Regions from separate parts of the Mus musculus genome. Here region 1 is linked to region 2. The links are chromatin contacts, called in public promoter capture Hi-C maps. All regions are on one chromosome and are shown on one strand. The core of a region is the stretch at or near the end of the contact, and the rest is flanking DNA. Distances in the headings are between cores, read along the strand shown. Region 1 holds the start of Rbm38 (RNA binding motif protein 38). Region 2 holds the start of Ube2v1 (ubiquitin-conjugating enzyme E2 variant 1).

What was found. Promoter capture Hi-C pulls out the DNA fragments that hold promoters and counts their contacts.
Region 1: a promoter capture Hi-C map of erythroid cells shows a contact between it and region 2, with 6 times the contacts expected there. The contact joins the promoter of Rbm38 here to the promoter of Ube2v1 in region 2.

The regions. Positions count from the first base shown.
Region 1 is chr2:173,020,359-173,026,365 of GRCm38.p6, reverse strand. Rbm38 (RNA binding motif protein 38) reads right to left here and starts at 4,464. Exons shown (of 4, transcript NM_019547.2): 1 at 4,096-4,464; 2 at 3,451-3,574; 3 at 2,985-3,039. The coding sequence starts at 4,326.
Region 2 is chr2:167,629,517-167,635,643 of GRCm38.p6, reverse strand. Ube2v1 (ubiquitin-conjugating enzyme E2 variant 1) reads left to right here and starts at 3,639. Exons shown (of 4, transcript NM_023230.2): 1 at 3,639-3,704. The coding sequence starts at 3,683. Gm31852 (a long non-coding RNA gene) reads right to left here and starts at 3,170. Exons shown (of 3, transcript XR_375265.4): 1 at 2,811-3,170; 2 at 2,390-2,508.

The sequences.
Region 1 (6,007 bases), core at 3,215-5,714, 5.4 Mb before region 2:
GTGTACCAGGTCCATCCCACAGAGAACACACTCTCTAAAACAATGCCTGCAGGAAAGCCCAAGCCAAGGAGAGGATCCCTGGATAGTGTTGGTCTCAGAGACAACACAGTCATCCAAGAAGTGTCCCCATGAGGGTCTAGGAAGAGAGGGATAGGCCTGAGTGGCCCTCGGTAGAGGGCAGGCCACTCATCTATGTGGCTCCAAGCTTAGGCCAGCAAAGCTTGCTGCTGGGCCTGTCATAGGAACACCCAGCACAAACCCCACACACAACTTTCCACGGCCTTGGGATCAACATGTTCCATACTCCACGATCAATTAGTCCTTAATGTGGCCCGGTCACATCTCTACTCTGCAGAGGTGTAGCCTGTTACCCAGCACCTGGGGACCATGACCTGAGCTCAGACCTCAGGACCTGACTCCAACATGAGGAGAAAGTGAGATGGGAGTAAGCAGGCATCTTGCCACAGCAAGGTTCTCCCTAAGAGCAGAGAGCAGCCTTCTGGAGTAAAAGGCCAGGAGAGACTCCAATGGCTGCCAGGCTGGAGACAAACCTCAGCTCCCATGAGTCTTAGGCTGAGAGTGGATAAACACCCTTGACCCTGGGAGGCCAGGACAAACCCAATCAACGCTTACCCATCTCCACTGTGCAGTCCTCCCTTCTCACCCGCATCACTGTGCCCCAGGGCTGGCAGAGACCCCCTTGCCAGAAGGCCCCGGGTCACCTATCCCCATGAGAGATTACCAGATGGGCCTGGAGGCTGGGAAAAGCTATTGCCATGGCTGAGACTTCACCAGACACAGTTACATGACGGACAAGCACAGGCTGTACAACCAACAGGGCCTATTCCACAAGCAGGCATTCCGCAAGCAGGTGAGGACTCGGGCAAGCACAAAGCTGGCTATTCTTTCAGCGTCTTTCTAAGCTGAGGGGTGGTCTTGACAGACAGAGGAGGCCCAGTGGTTTGGCCTACAGGTGGGCTGTGGGGTCTTCAGCATGTCAAAGGCCGAGGAAAATGTACAGCCAGGTGCCTGCAGGCTCTGAGCTGCCAGGGTTCCAGCTCCCACCAGGCCCTCAGCCAGGGCAGCCCCAGGCTGACTGACAAAACCAACCGCTGAGTCAGGCCAGCCGGGCAGGCCAGATTGTTTATAAAAACAAAGGGGGCTTGCCTGCTGACAGCTCAGCTCTGCCTCCCAGCTGGCCATTAATAGCAACTGGCCCAGGCAGCAAGGCCTGACCACACCACCCGGGCTCCCCAGAGCCTGGCAAGCTCAGGAGGTGGGATGTTCCTCAGAGGAACCCAAGGTTCACTGGCAATGTAGGCTGGCCAGTCCCTCGTGCCCACCTGTCTGTCCATATGTGACTACACTCCTTGGCAACCCAACCAACACTGTAAGGCCACTGTGTAATCAGTGTTAGATGACCAGCCCCCTAATCTAGTTACAAATCACTGTGGACCAATGTCAGATTCGCCCGAGTACCAGGGCTTCTGGAAACTTTCCAACCCCAAAGACAACATGTGTGGCTGTGAGTTCAAACCTCACTCCTAAGTCACTAGCTCTCTGAGGAGAGCCTTTCCCTGGAGACTAGAGCATGCTGTCCCCCATTTTCCAGGTAAGAAAAGGCAAGTTAAAGAGGGTCTAGTCAGAGTAACAGATTAGACCTGTGAACCCAGATCTGAGGGGTCACAGAGGCCAAGCACTAGTGTCCCTGAGGCAGTAACTATGCGTCTGAGCCAGTGGGAGGCCCTGTTCCAGTCCGTCTGTACATAGCTCAGCGCAGCCCAGCACCAGCCTGAAGCTCAGCCCCAGGAGAAGAGCGAGCAGGAGACGAGCGAGCTACTGGAGAGCAAGCACTCTCCTCACAGCCAGCAGGGAGAAGCTAATACGAAGTTTCCAAGGCTGGGATGTTCCCACACTCTGTCCAGGCAGCCATTACACATAGGAAACAGATCCCAGGGGAAATGCGATCTGGAACAATCTGTCACAGTAGCACCCCAAGAACTTCCCCAGGAGAACCCCATGGCAGGAAACACAGGCTGGGGCCTAAACCATAGTTCCCCATCGACAGCTCCTGCTCAACTCCCATCAGTCCCCAAGGATGACTGTGAAGAATCCTGGTGCCACCCTACGGGACAAGCACATTTAGAGACAGCAAGCAGCACCCTCTCCAGTCATCTGACCCACTGTGCTGGCCAAGTTCAGCTCCAGCCCCAACAGACACCCCACTCTACCCACCCCCCAACCTGGGACACAAAACCCAGCAGCCAGGATTTGACAAGATTGCCACTGCAGAAGGTAGGGTCCGTGTCAGAGTCCCCACCCACCGGCTCATTCACAGCTAGTCTACACTGAACAAACAGACCAAGTACCAGGGTCCAACTTTTGTGTCTCTTTAACTGTGCAAGTCCTTCCCTAAGTAGCTACCAGGCCTATCAGTCTTTTCAAGATAGAAGGAGGGGGATACAGAGCAAGTGACTCACACAAAAAGCCAACCAGTGGCAGTCACCTACTATGCCATTCACAAACATCAAACCTCAGCTGGTACAGACCCACAGTAGCTACCTTCGTGGCATCTGCCCACATCAGAGAGCACTCCAGGAAGAGCCCAGCCCACCAGGTCCAGCCTTAACATACACTTCAGAAGAGCTGCCCGCACTAGGTGTGTGCCAAACTCCCCAACTCGAGAGAGTTAGAAAAGCTGTCCCCACATTCATTCACTGCACAGGTGAGGAAGTGGATGCCCATGTGACACCTGGCTGAGGAGGTGTCGCATAACTGGGGGCAAGGTACACACCAGGCTCGAAGACATGTGCTCCCCTCTGGGTTAGAGAAATGCAGTGGGTCTTATCTCTCCCTCCACACCCCCAATACACAATCTAATTTCTGAAAACAGCCATTCCCCAGCCCTGAGAAGAGCTGAGAGGTCCACAGCTGTCCCACCTCAAGGCCTTCCTTCCCACCCACAGCCAGCTACAGCCACTCACCCGTAGGTGCGCTGGATCAAGGTGGGGTGTAGTTGCTGCACACCAACAGCAAAGCCTAAAACAAGAGAGCAGTTAGGAACAGCACACTGCATGGGTAAGGTCCCAGGGCCACACACAGGGAGGGCAAATAACACGCGCCACTCTCCTGGTCAAAGCACATTAAGTCCACAGGCTGTACCAGCTTTTCGGGATGATCCCCTGCCTGGTCGGCATCTGACTTCTTCCCTCCCCAAGAGTAGGAGACTTTGGAAAAAAAAAATCATTATCCCTGGGACCATAAACTGCCGAGAAAGAGGAGCAAGCTCCCAAGCCAGGGGTGGTTGCCCTGGGCTGCCTCTGCAGGCACATGATTGCTGGCTGCCACTCGGGGACAAAGGGGGAGCGGGGGCAGCGTTTTTCCATCAGACAGATACCAAAGCTGAATATAGAAACAAGGAGGGCTGGAAAGAAAACTCAAAGCTCTTACCCGTCTGTAAGCTCCTAGGCTTGGCACCCAGGTAGGCCAGGTTCACATTGGCCTTGCGACCATCGATGATAGGGTTAGGGTCTTTGCAAGCCCTATCAGCCGCTGCCCGATCTGCCATGGTCACCTGCAGGAACACAGAGGGTCAGGGGCTTTGGTGGCTGGCTGAGGAAAACAAGGCAGAGAAGGGAAGGGGGTTTTGCCCGGGCATCGGGCCATCTCTGGGTCTTTCCTCCCAGAAGAGTATCTGGTATTTAGGACCCTTGGGGCACTGTCTTCTCTGCCTCCAGGGCTGCAGCTCCTTCCCCAAAGTTCAAGTGCGGAGTGCCTTCAAGGACAGCGACAATCCCCTAGGAAGTGGAGTAAAGGGAACCTCAAGGGGAGTCCTCCCCACCCCCCCGCTGTCCAGGCCATCAGTAAGTACCGTTAACTTTCTCAGAGAATTAGTTTGGGGACACTAGAGTGGAAGGAAGTGGGAAACCGTCTTCAAGTCGCTGGCGCTAACAGCTTACGCTTCTTTGGGGCAGCTGGAAAGTGTGGGGGAAGGGCCGACGGCCCCGGGAAGCCCCGGAGTCCCGGCTGCGCGCGGCGGGTCTGGGAGGCGGTGGGGGAGGGGCGGCGGCAGGTGCGCGCGCCGCGGGCACTCACGAAGCCGTAGCCGCGGGACTTGCCGGTCTGGCGGTCGGTGATGACCACGGCCTCCTCGATGTCTCCGAAGCCCTCGAAGTACTTTCTGAGCGATGCGTCGGTGGTGTGGTAGGGCAGGCCGCCCACGAAGATCTTGGTGAACGTGGTGTCCTTCTGTGAGCCGTGCATGGCGCTGGGGGCGGCGGACGGCCGCGGAAACACACTCGGGGAGCACGCGGGCTGCAGCAGCATCGGGGCCGCCGCTACCGAGCCGGCCGGCGCATGCGGGGGTGTCCCAGGCCGAATCCGAGTTCCCCACGCTGTCCCGCGCCGCTTCTCCGTCCGCCGCGAAGCGTCTACTCCGCGCCCTGCGAGCTGCCGGCCGCCTTTGTAGCCGGCCACGCCCCGCGGTCACGCCCCTCTCGTTTAAGACACGCCTTTGGAAGCGGGGGCCGCCGGGAATTGTAGTTCTAAGTACGTCCCGCGTGCCAGGACGCGGGTCCGGCGAATGAGGTGACTTAGCCCCTAGGTGCTCGCCGGTATCAGCTTGTCTGTCTCGCGGGGCGCACGGTCCGGTATATTCCAAGCGTTGCTTGATTCAGTGGTTTACACCCGAGCGACTAGGGGTGCAAACGTACTTGTTAAAAGGTCCGAAAAAAAAAAAAAAAAAGGTCCGAAGGAGTGCCTCAGCTACTCATTCGCGAACCCTTGTGGTTTGATCTCCCCATCACAAAAACCTGGCTGGTGACACACACCTGTAAACCCAACACTCAAGAAAGAGAGTCAGTTCAAGGCCACCCTTGGCTATATACTAAGTTTGAGGCCAGCTGGACTAAATCATACCCTGTCTCCAAAAAATAAAAAATAAAAATAAAGGGCAAAGTGAATTTGCCATGTTTATAAAAATAATTCACACGCACACCATAATACATCACACGTACTTTGGCGGTCCTGTGGTGTCAGGGATTCTCTGCTGGGACTTCAACAATGGCATACCCCGGGACACTAGGTAGTCTGTGAAAATGAGGGCTAATCGATAGTGAATACACCTTTTACAGTCTTGTAGAAAGCTAAGAGCTTTCTACTTTCTACTTTCTACTGTGAGGAAGAACAAAGGCGGCTGGGCTCCCATGTCACTGACATGGGACCGCCTGTGGGGTCACCCTTAGCAGGAGAACAAGCAGAAGGCATGACATGGCCTGTGTAGAACGTGGGCCAAGGCTGGGACCATGATGCCAGTCTGCAGAACTCTTCCCCACCAGCGCAAATGCAAACGTGGGGCCCTTGTTAGAGACAGAAATTTCAAACAGCCGAGTGGAATACACCGGTGATCCTAATACTGAGGAGTTGGGAGGGTGGGAGGGTTCCGGGTCCATACCCTGCTACACAGAAAGTCAGAAGCTAGCCTGTATGATGGGAAACCATAAAATAGAAAGAAGAAAATGGGAATTTCAGCACAGAAGCAGGCACGATGCTTTAGCCTCCGGGCCAGGAAGCAGCCCTGATCCTGCGTCCCTCATGTCCCCATTCCTGGTTATCACACTGGGACCTGAAGACCTACAGCTTTTAGTGGGGCTAAAACTGGCCTGGCCCCACTGGTCAAGGCGGACAGTAAGGCAGGCAGCCTCTGGGCAGGTTCAGCCCCAGTCAGTCTAGTCCCCTTCACACAGAGCAGAACTCCGAGCCTGCTGGGGATACCCCTGCCCAGCGCCTCACTCTCTTGGCTTTACCTTCCTCGCTTCAAGTTTCCTTTGCTGTAAGGCTTGTTCTCCCCAGACCCTACCCAACCGGGGCTTCTTTCTGGTCTAAGGTCTTCTGCTGCTGACGGAGCTCTCTAGCAAGTGTTGCTCAAGGCGTAGCGTAGGGATTAGCAAGAGAGGCGTCTGTTGAGTGAATCCCTGGTGGAACGTAAAGAGGAGGGGGCTCCAGACCA
Region 2 (6,127 bases), core at 2,390-4,889:
ACAGAGGCCAGATGAAGAAATAGAATTTCCTAGAGCTCGAGTCACAGGTTTGAGTGTCCTGACATGTATGAGTGGATGCTCAGAACAGATATCAAGTCCTCTGGGAGAGCAAGAAGCACTCTTAAACACTGAGCCATCTCTCCAGCCCCTTGTTTTAAACACAATCTTTTATTTATTGTTATTATTGTAGGAGACATGCTAAGCCATCTTGGTGGCCCTCCTCTATTTTTATTTTTTAGATTTTTTTAAGATGAGTTTTTGCAGTCGGGTGTGGTGGCGCACGCCTTTAATCCCAGCACTTGGGCTTGGGAGGCAGAGGCAGGTGGATTTCTGAGTTCGAGGCCAGCCCCCTGGTCTACAAAGTGAGTTCCAGGACAGCCAGGACTACACAGAGAAACCCTGTCTTGAAAAACCAAAAAAAAAAAAAAAAAAAAAAAAAAAAAAAAAGATGAGTTTTTGCCTGTGTATATATATGTGAGTGCCTCCTGATGCTCATGGAGGCCAGAAGGCAGCACTGGGTACCCTGGAACTGGAGCTAAGAATTGTTAACTGCCATGAAGATACTGGAAATTGAATCCAGGTCCTCTGCCCGACACGTGCTCTCAACAGCTGAGCCATCTCCTCTTCTTCTTCTTCTTTTTTTTTTTTTTTTTGGTTTGGTTTGGTTGACTTTCTTTCATTTACCACATAAAAACCAATAACCTTTTTAATCTAATTTCACTCCTCGATGTGTGATCCTGGAAAGAACTAACTGCTCCCAATTTCAGTTTCCTTATCTGACAAATGTAGGCTGTAAGGTGCTACTTTGCTGGAGCCTCGAAGCTTCTTTGCTAGGGTCACTGAGGATTAAATAACTAAGACTTAGCATTTAGTGCCGAACACTCTTCTAAATTCGGTAGTTAACCACTTTAATCTTTCCACCAATCCGATAAACTGGATTCTCTCATGCCTATCAGCTGATCTCAAGCGCAATGCGCGTGGGTGAGCAGCAAGAGGAATCCCTCTCTGGGGACTCGATGTGACGCATGGAAAGGGGCGGAGTCTCCTTGAGGGAAATGTGAACTCCAAGTACTACAACTCCCAGCAGGCCACCGCTGGACTACAATAACCAGCATGCCCCGGGGCGCTCTTTCCCTCCCCCCCCCTTCCTCTTACGTTGTTCTCGTGGGAATTTGCAAGATCACTTTTGCTTGCAAGATGCATCTGCTGGCAGAAATTTTATGAGCATAGAGGATAAAGAGTTGTGTTTTGGCCGTCACTTCACCTATTGGCCCAGATCCTGTTTTCTCACCTTCCTTTCCTGTCTTTTCTGAGACAGAATCCTTCCTTCGCCCTGGCCTGGAATTTCCTATCAAAGATTTTTTTTTTTTTACTGCTATGTTTATGAAGGTTTGCTGTACGCATGGATACATGCGTGCCTGATGTCTAAGAGGTCAGAACAGCAGTTGTATCGGTGCTGGGAATTGAACCTGGGTGCTTAGCAAGAGCAATAAATGCTTGAAACTGTCGAGACATCTCTCGAGCCCCCAGCCTCCTTTTCCTCATCTTTAAAATGGAACCATTCTTAGCAGTGCCTGGCATTTATACGTGGCTTAGCAAATGCCAGATTTCCTGCCGCACCCGCATCCTCTCATCGTCCAGGGTATTTATCAAAGCATAGAGTGAGACTAGCCCCTTTTCAGAATGTTGAACCAGATACTAGGTGCTTCAAACCTCTGGGGGTGTACTTTGTTGTTAGAGTCAGCGTCTTGACCATGTATTCTAGGCAGGCCCCAACTCTCCAGCCTCCAGCCTCAGCCTCCCTACTGCTGCAATTACAGGGGTGCTATCTTTACAAACCTCTCAGCAGAAGCCACCCAAAAAGATTCACAATGAAGACCCAAATCTAGAGACTCTCACTTCTGAAGTGAGTCAGCCTCCAGAGACAAATGCTTGCTCTAGGTCCCAGTGCTTTAGAGTGGCTCGAAACCCGGAGCGAATGTTGTCTGTGCGTCCAAAGGACGCTTTGTGTCATGTGACATGTGAAGCAAAGGCAAGCTATATGGCAAGCAGCTGGAACTCCTGGCATCTCAAGAGCCTCCAGAGACGATTACAATAGGAGAGCCCAAAGGCTCTGAGGACAGGGAGACCATGTGAGGTTCCAGCAGCCTCGAGAAGAGGCAGAGACACGCTAGAGAGGCCCTGCATGTGTCATAAGGTCAAGGCTAGAGTGAGGCTGTCGTAGTATTGTGGACTCAAACCTGCAGACACTTCGGCAAGCAGGTACAATATTGGGAAACAGGGAAAGCCTTCATAAATACAAGGCCACAGACACGTCACGGCCCCCAGCATAGCCCCAGCCCCGGGAGCAGAGCCTCAGTGTATTGTGCACTCACCCTTCCCAGTTTACCTAGAGACCTGGTTCCCTCTGTTCTGTGGGACAGACTCCTAGGCTGGTGTGCATCTTCTGCAGGACGGTAGTTCTGAGCTTACCACGTACTTCCTCAAGAGGAAATGCAGTGGAGCTACCTAGAATACACCAAACAGATGACAAATGGAATGTTCCAGGAATGTCTCCAGCTTCCTTGCCCCTCTGCTGTCCCTCTTAGCAGTATAATCTGCAGCCTATCTGGCTACTTCATCCTCGATTTCCAAGTCCCCTTAAGGGTTTCACATCAAAGGTGGCTTTGTGATGGGTTTACTCTATATGCAGACAAGTGTCTTCAGACCTTTGCAGGAGGCCTTTTCTGATTCTTCCTGGTGCCCTTTATAGGTTTGTCCCCTATCTTATCATAGGTAAAATGTATATTTATCTATTTATATTGGCTTACTTGTTCTCTGTCCAACTAGAATGTAGCAATTGAGAAGAGAATCTCATTTCGTGGAGACATTGCCATGTCCGGCACCAAGCACAGTTCTCCCACATAATTCCATCTCTAAGAAGAACTCTAAAACACAAGCCTGCAACCCCAGCATGAGGCAGAAGCCGAAGAATCAGACAGCCAAGGTCATCCTCTGTATAGTGGGCTCTTGGACAGCTGAGTTGAGAGCATGTCTCGAACAAAACCCCTAAACAAACAAACAAACAAACAAACAAGCAGAATGCATGTCTCAAGGTTGGTGGTTCTCAAGCCCCTAGCTGCACCTTGTCCCTACATGCTTCAGGCCCCAGAACAGCAACAGTGCCGGAAACAAGATTGTACTGGCCCACAATTTGACGCATTCAGGCCTTTCGGTGTTATTTTTCTCCATATACCCCATAACAAAGATCATCTGGCTTGGGGTCAAATTCTGACTCAGCTACTTAGCAGTTGAGTTGAACTTCATCTCTCGCGGTTTCATTTTCGCTACGTGGTGAGGACACAGGGGGACGGAAACAGCCTGGGAACAGGCGCGGGGCTCCACAGCCCTTCCCCCCCATTCTATTCTCCCGGAAGCGCACGGTCACCCCGGGGCCCTCGAGCCGAGCACCTGCACGCCTCCCCCGCGCTCGGGCTGGGCGGGGCTTGCAGGTTGCCCCGCCCTCATGCTCGCTCACTGAAGACTCGGGCAAAGCCCTTCCCGCCCGGCTCCTGCGACCCCGAGCGGGCGTCAGCGGCACCGTTTGCGGCTGCGCCTACACCTGCGCCTGCGCACTAGCGCCCGGAGAAAAACTCAAGGGGGGGTGAAGAAGGGGCCGGCCTTCGAGCGACAGCGACGCAAGATGGCAGCCACCACAGGCTCGGGTGAGCGGGGGCGCCGGGCGTGCTGGCGGACGGGGCGCGGGCTCCCTGGGCTTGGTCCCGGTCTAGCGGAGGCCATGGTGGCCGGGACAGGGCTCCGCGCTGTCCCTGCGGCTGCGTTTGGCTGCTCGGCCGGGCCTGGGACCATCAGGCGGCGGCCGGAAGCCCGGGCGGGGGCAGCCGGGCCGTGGGCGGTGCGGCCAAGCCGGAGGCTCGGGCGCCTCCGGGGGGCGGGGGGTGGGGGAGAGGCCGGCAGAGGGGCCGAGTGTGCTCGGGAATGCCCGGGCGAGGTCCCGCTGGGAGCTGGCCCGGGCGACTGGGAGCCGGGAATGCCCGGCGGGGGTACGCGGGCGCAACCCTAGGGAACACGCACGGAGCCTCGCGGGCCGCAGGCGAGGCCGCCGGGGCCCCGCGTCAATTTAGGGTCGGGGCTGCTCTCATCGTGGTGGTCGCTTCCCAGGGAAATCCGGGCACCTGCACGGGCTGAGCCCGGGCGTTCTGCCGTGGGAGCAGGCCTGGGTTGCAGAGACCAGGGATAGGTTTCAGAAGGCGCGCTGGGAGCCGAGCGCCGCGTTGGATGGGCACGAGCAGGTGCCTAGGAAGCCCTGGTGTGTGTGTCGGGGGGTGGGGTGGGGTCTGTTGGGGCGTGTCGCCATTGGGAAGGCTCCTGCAGTGGGGAGAATGGGATGGGGTGCAGTCCCGCAGATGCTGCTTTTAGAGAAGAAAAACCTCTTCCTGCGGGGAGCGGATGGAGGAAGTGCCTGTCACTCCTAATCCTTCTGCGAATTGGGGGAAAATATGTGGGTTCAACTCAGAAACTCTCCATTATCTGGATGGGTAGGAGAGGAGCAGTGAAATGAGAGCCCTTGGATCAAATGGAAGGGATAGCAAGAGGGTAAAGGGGATGCTCTTAGGGGAGAAGCTCTTGTCGGTCTCTGATGGGCTAAGAAGAGAAGGCCAGATGGGGAGACCCGAAGGGTCTGCTGCCTTAGAACCGGCAACCTGTACTTGATTATGAGCCATGGACTCTGGCAGGCTAGAGAAGGTGGAGTGGGTTTGGTGAAGGAGATCCCCCGGGGTCTGGGAAGGCATGGGAGTCTGCTTTTCCAATGAAGGATTCAGGAGAGAGTGGGTGCTCCCTTCTGGTGTGGGGCTATATCCTCGGGAGTCTGTTGGTGGAGGTGAGCAAGGGGTAAGGACAGGCCACCAGCCTAGGCACTGGTGTTTTGGGGCTGTGAGGCCACCAGAGGAGATGTTGTGGGGTGGGAAGCAGAGAGGTGCTGCCTGCAGTGACCCACCACACAGTGCCTGGTGTGTCCTGGAGAAGACTGCGGAGCCAAGTCAGTCCATTTCCTGACAAACACATGGCGGTGGGCACTTGGGAAGACCCAGTCTGCCACAGGCTGTACTGGGGTGGGATGCAGGGTATCTCGCAGAGAGGTGCCAGGCAGCCAGTACTGGGGTGGCCCTACCAGTCAGCACTGCTTGTCCTTGCTTTAGGACATCTCAGGATCCGGTTTGACAGCCACTTCTAACTTCTGAGGCCCTGCCCGTGCCTCAGGAGTGCAGATAGAAACAGCAGCTCAGCAGCAGCTGCTGTGTACAGAATCCAGAAGAGTTTGGGCTGGGTGAGGCTCAGTGCTAGAGTGATCTGACCAGCAAGTCGGAGGCCCTGGATTCCATCCCTAGCTCCATGAAAAGAAGGAAGCGCACATAGCACAGCTTAGATAGCATAGGAAGGCTTTAGGGAACCCAGAAACAGGCGTTCCTCAGCGCCTGTCTAGTCCACAGATGGTTCCTGGGGCCTCTTGTGTCCTGTTACTAGTAGCAGACAAGGTAGACAGAGCACTGTCTTTAGGTTTCATTCAAACCAGACAGAAGGCCATTCAGGATGGAAATAAAGTGACTCCAAAAAGCAGGAAGTGCTCTGAAGAAAATTGTGTGCTGTGATGAGCGAGTCTGATGAGGAGGGGGCAGGCTTCTCTCAGGGCCAACCCTGGAACTGAGACCAGTGGTGGGAAGAGCAAGGCCTGTGGCCGTGGGAAAGTACCATCGGTGCGGTGGGGACACTTGTGTTGAAAGATGAGATTAAAGGCCATGGGGCAGTAAGGTGGCCCAGCAGACAAAAGGCCCTTGGCGAGCCTTGGGACCTGAGCTTGATCTCCACATGGTTGGAGGAAAGAACGGCTTCCACAGTTGCCCGCCGCCCTCCACTTGTGCCCCTCCCGTAACAAAGGACCTTAGTAATGAGATGGAGAGAGAAGACTTTGGGCTTTACTAAGTGCAAGGGGGAGCCATGGAACAGATGCCTGCTATGAGCAGCATTGAGTGTTTGGTTGATGAATGAATGAATGCCTTGAAGAGAATGATGAATGGTGAGCTCTGACTTGAGCCCCAAGGCATCAGGAGACTGCAGTGGTGAGAGT